2 separate regions of the Mus musculus genome follow, and region 1 is linked to region 2. A link is a contact called in public Hi-C data. All regions are on one chromosome and are shown on one strand. Each heading gives the region's core, a stretch centred on a gene start, on an enhancer-like site or on the middle of the called end of the contact. The rest is flanking DNA. Distances are from core to core; before and after follow the strand shown.

The links. Hi-C and Micro-C count contacts between places; a contact is called where the count stands out from the background.
Region 1: a contact with region 2 is called in a Hi-C map of nephron progenitors, with 2.1 times the contacts expected there. The contact joins the promoter of B3galt5 here to the promoter of Sh3bgr in region 2. A contact is called at or near these places in 2 of 484 Hi-C or Micro-C datasets (Sertoli cells and nephron progenitors), 5 of 115 datasets of contacts at active chromatin or transcription factors (the SCID.adh cell line, effector CD8 T cells, embryonic stem cells and 2 more) and 3 of 9 other capture datasets (adipose tissue, liver and pancreatic islet).

Annotation. Positions count from the first base shown.
Region 1 is chr16:96,279,621-96,282,320 of GRCm38.p6, reverse strand. B3galt5 (UDP-Gal:betaGlcNAc beta 1,3-galactosyltransferase, polypeptide 5) reads right to left here and starts at 1,289. Exons shown (of 3, transcript NM_033149.3): 1 at 1,243-1,289.
Region 2 is chr16:96,199,156-96,201,979 of GRCm38.p6, reverse strand. Sh3bgr (SH3-binding domain glutamic acid-rich protein) reads right to left here and starts at 1,510. Exons shown (of 8, transcript NM_015825.2): 1 at 1,232-1,510. The coding sequence starts at 1,276.

The DNA.
Region 1 (2,700 bases), core at 40-2,539, 81 kb before region 2:
ATCTCACCCATCTCATGACTCAGAGATGCCCAGGTTTATTCAGAGCGCCTGCCCAAAACCAACAAGAAAGGGCCATCTGTTCAGAGGGACATTCAGAAAGGAACAACTGTCTGGGTCAAGCTGGGCGGGGGGAAGGACCCCTTTGGTCCTTCCTTTGTAGGACCTGCTCCTCAGGGTCACTTCTCAGTGTCATCAACCTTGTCCTGAGCTTCTCCCTCAAAAATCAGACTTTAGTTTTTAATTAGACAAAAACCGAAGGTGACAGAAAACAGTCAATCCTGACATGATCTCTTTGAAGCCAAATGCTCACATTACTCAAACTGGGTGGGTTGGTTGGTTTGTTTTAAAGAAAAGACACTGAAGAGATGGAACAGTTAGACGGAGCATATACAAGACTGGATGGATGGCTGACGGACAAATTAAACACAGACAGTTTTGTTTTGTTTTGTTCAGTTCTGAAGATTGAGCTGGGGCCTCCCACATGTCCAGAGGCAACTGTATCACTAAAGCTATATTCCTTGCCCAAAGCTATAATTTAACTGAAAATTTTCATTATACACAAATGAGCTTAATAAACATGCATATAACTCAGCCATGAACTAAGAATTTCCTACATTTATAAAATGGATAAAAGCCCAACACTGACTGGAGCAAAACCTTTCCCCAGACCCCAGCGCATTAAAACCTACACACACACACACACACACACACACACACACACACACATATCATAGTGCATCTAACCCCTACCCACAACTCACCACCAAAGAAAATGTTGATTATCAAGCCCAAGGCACTCCCATGAACAGAAGAACACCCCAGGAAGTCAGCCCCTGGCTGTCATCCCTGACTGTCACCCCTGGCTGAGAAGAAGGCTTTTTTCTTTCTTGTTCTCAGCCCTGGGCCCACACACTGCAGGAGCTGCTGCAGCAGGATGCTTCGGAGTTGGCTTTAGAATTTGACTTGATTGATGTTATTTTCTCTAGCTCGAGCTATTCTTTTGAATCCTGTGCTGTGTCCATCGATGTGTAACCCTCATTTATATGTGCGCTGCTACCCACCCAGAAGCACAACTTCCTTCGGTGTGGTATATATACAAGTCTCTGTCAGTGAATCCAAGCTCTCATCAAGCTCCGTGATATCTCTGCCTTAATTTTACAGGAAGAACACATGGATGCCAGCCTGCCCTGCTGTTTCTAGTGCCTGCGCCCCGCGCCCCCGCCTCCCGCAGCAATTCCTTACCGTCGTCCTGCTGGAGCTGAGAAGGGACAGGGCAGGGGACGCAGGCGGCCCGAAGGCTCTGTCCAGGCCAGGGCAGCCGCAAGCTGGACTGGCATTTGCAAGTGGGAGGAGCGCGCGGCAATGCGCTTAGGGACTGTGATAGGTGCGCGGCGGCGGGAGGAGGTGCACTTGAGTCCCGCAGCGCAGCAGCGGCCGGTTAGTCAGAGCCTGGGTCCCTGGACCACAGAGCAGCGAGCTGCTGCGTTATGGAGAAGCAGCAGGAACCGGCTGCCAAGGTCCCGCCTCCCGAGTGCGCTGGCCAGAGCATCTTCCCTGGCACCAGCATTTGCGCAGATCCTCAGCTCCTCTAGGGCCGCTGCGGGCTGTGCGCTCTAGCCCTCCCAGGGGACAGTCTTGAAGTTAACTTTGAATTTACTGGCGGTGCAGGCCAAACCGCAGGGTCCTGCATTTCCCACACCCAGTGACCACCGAAAGACCACGACGCTCCAGGGGTGGGGGTGAGGCAGGGCGAGAATTCTCATAAGAAAGGTTTGTGCAAGGTCAAAGAACCTCATGGGAATGTGCCTGCATCCTATTTACTTGGGCAGTGACAAGGGTACAATTCATTTTCCCGTGTTGCAGGTTTGGAAATTGAGGCACAGGAAAGTTAAGAGGCTGGTGCTGGGTACCGCTCTCTGACACAGACCAAGTGGGAAAGGATGCGTTGGTAGAACCGAGGGAAAGAGACTAGCTGGAATAGCAGAAGACACCAGACCTTTCTCTGGCCTGAAACATGTCCATATATTTATGCGCCCATATGTGCAAGACTGCACAGTTTTTTACCAGTTGAATACTGCTGTAATTCAGTGGTCCTCAGCCCTAGCTGCACAGTACAATCTTTGAGAAGCTCCGAAGATGCACAGCTCTCATCCCAAGCAAGCGAAGGTCGCTTATTTTCCTTAAGGTCGTGTCTTCCATGTTCTCAGAACAATGAAGGTTCTCGTTTGCCTACAGTTTAGCACGCTGTTGTTTTTACAAAAATGCGTTCCTGGGCTAGGAATGTGGAGCAAACATTAGAACGACTGGAATCCGTGGCCCTAATGATATAGACTCCTTTCAGAGAAGGTGGGCAGGGTCTATGGATTGTGGGGACTGCGGGAGAGGAAAGGCTTTAAGTGATACACTGCCAACACCCGTGATTATTAAACTCCCACGCTGCTACTCTGTGCAGGGCTTCATGAAGAAGCTCAGTCTCCTAGGGTAACCAGGGACTGATGTAGAAGCAGAACTAAGATGTACAGAGGCCCCTGCAGCCTGGGGGCTGAATCTTCCTTCCAGGTTCAGGGCTAAGGCCACTACCCTCCACATCTGCCTCTCCCTCCTGGCTCTACCTGACCTCTGAGCAATCCCATCCCTACCTATCCCATAGTTTCTCAGCCAAGGTGACCTTGGTCTCAAACAAGTGAGGGATGCAACCAG
Region 2 (2,824 bases), core at 261-2,760:
GGAAGTTCTGTGTTCTCAATCTCTGTGATTGGAATTCTCCACTCGAGCTGTGTGCTCCTCTTTTTCTCCTAGTCCAGGGCATCGATCAGTTCAGGGCCACATGATGTCATAATTTCCAAGTCTGAGTTAGTCTACATACTACACAACAAATAGAACCACAGAAACCATCCTGGACGAGTGGGTGGGGTTGCCAAACTCTTTTATTTTCTGCCTGCCTTCTCTGAAGATCCTCCTGATTGTCCGCGGTTGGGTGTAGTGGCCTTCAGCAAATTGTGGTTGGGGCTGGTACTTAGCCAGGGCCTGGAAACATCTCTGCGGAGTGACTGTCAGAATTCCAGCCGCAACCTGAGACCCTTCGGAACAGCTATTAAAGGAAACAGCCCCCTCTCTGGTCTCTAACTCTTGGAATTAATAGACTGTTTTCTTCCCACAGCCTTCCTCATTTCTGCTAAGTACTGACTAGAACCTTCACAAGACAGACACTAGAGTCCACCTGAAGCCAGTCTCCTACAATTCATTCCTAGACCTAGAACTGAGTCTCTAAATTGCTCTTATTTCTTCTACCAGCGGGTCTACATAAATGCAGGCTGGAATCAGAGAGTGGGTGGTCTCAAGCAATCCGAGCTAAGCCATATGGAGCTGGGCTTTTAGCTCACACTCTAGGTGCCCTCACATAGGAGAGCATTTAAAACTGTGGGCCTCAGATGGGTTTGCTGCTGTCATTGTGACATCATTTTCTACAAATAATAAGCTCATACCTACTATCTTCTAATGTTTCCAGCTATTTCAAATATAGGAGTAATTGTGCCCCGAGGTCGTTTGGACGATCTGATTCATCTCTCCCTGACCCGTCATCTGTCTCCAAGATTTAGCCTGCGTCTTACAGAATGAATGATAAAGCACTAAAAATTCCAAATGGCTAAAACTACACAGCACTACCAACAGCGCACAAAACACCGGTTAAAAGGAGCATGAAACACTCCCCCCGTCCAGTCACCTTTCACGCCAACCTGCCAGATTACACACTCACATACTTTTTCCAACATCACGAAGACAGAGGCAAAAAAGCGCAGGGCGCTCATGCTCACCGCAGTGTGCAGTTGACTCCCACACAAAAACAAAAACAGCATTCAAGGCCAAAAGCCGGGGCATACCCACTCCTTCTGCCTCCAACCAGGAGTTATCCAGAAAAACACATAGGAAGAAAGCCCACAGAGCCCCAGACACCTACCGCTATGGACCCAGAAGATGTGGCAACAAACACTTTGATAACCATTTCGACAGTCGGAAAGAGGACTCCCCCTAACACACCCCTGCTAGGGAAGTCGCTGGACAAATCCCGCAGTGACGCCCGGGGGAGCAGGTGCCAGGTCAGGGCTGGCGGTGATCCAAGCCTCTGCTCCCAGCCCTCCCCTCCAACCAAGAGGCTAAAGAGCAACGGGGAGGCATCCCGGGCTTCCCCCTCCGTTTGGGATGTCAGGAAAACGATTGGCTGATAAAAGCAGCCACTGGACCCTTTCCCTTATCACTTTAAAGGCCTAACAACAGTCCCTAAAAGGCCAGGCTGAGAGCTCGGGAGCGCACCAATCACAGACCCATGGAGAGGTGCCTAGGGCAGAAGAGGCGGGGCTCTGGAAACTGTGGGGTGTGGAAAAGAAGCGAGTTGTCCAGAGCCTAGGGAAAAGCCCAGAAAAAGTCACCTTATCCAGAACCAGGCTGGATTCACCAGGCCTTGGACAGACCACAGAACTGTGAAGACTGAAACAGCCGCACTGGCCACTTAAATGAAGCGCGGCTTCCTGATTTAAAGTTTTCTAGAGGGTTATTTAAAAACCCAACGAACTGTCACAGGATGGAGATTCCTCTGTGAGTGGCCTGTTTCCTGCTTTCTCCTTCCACCAGCTGTTGGGTGCTGTAAAACTTCACTGACACTTCAGAGCTGGTGGCTGCCGATGACTGTATCTAGAAATAATCTCCCTATTTTAAAGGCTTTGGGAGATGGGGATGTTTATAACAAGCTCTAAAGCATCTTATTTATACAGGTGATTTGAACTGCATTTAAAAAAAATCAGAGTACAAAACTAGTAAAAAAAAAAAAAAAAAAAAAAAGCCCAAATGTTAGCAGCCCAGACTCTGCTGATGGGTTTCAAAGCAAGGTCAAGGACCCATGAGGTGGCTCACTGGATAACGGCCTGCAAGCCCGAACACCTTCCTGAGTTTCATCCCTAGAACTTCATAGTGAAAGGAAAAAAAGCAAATCACACATACACACTCAGACACACAGACACACATATGTGTGCACACATATACACACAACACACACACAGAGACACACATGCACACATATATACCCTAGAACTTTATGGCGGAAGGAAAAAAATACACAAACACACTCACACACAGAGACAGACACACATAAACACACATGTGTGCACACATATGCACACAATAAAAAAACATGCACACTCATACAGAGACACATGCACACACATATACACATAAATATGCACATACATACATGCACACACACAAATACACACATACACAATCACATGCACACACATATATACACATGAATACACAAAGACACACACATGCACACAAATACAATACACACACATACACTCAGACACATGCACACACATACATATGTATACACACAGTAAAAACACAGGCATACTAATACACACAGCCACATGCACACACACACACACACACACACACATATATATATATACATACATACATATACATGAATACACATATGCACACGCACGAATATACACACACATGTTCACACACACAAATACAGACATACACACAA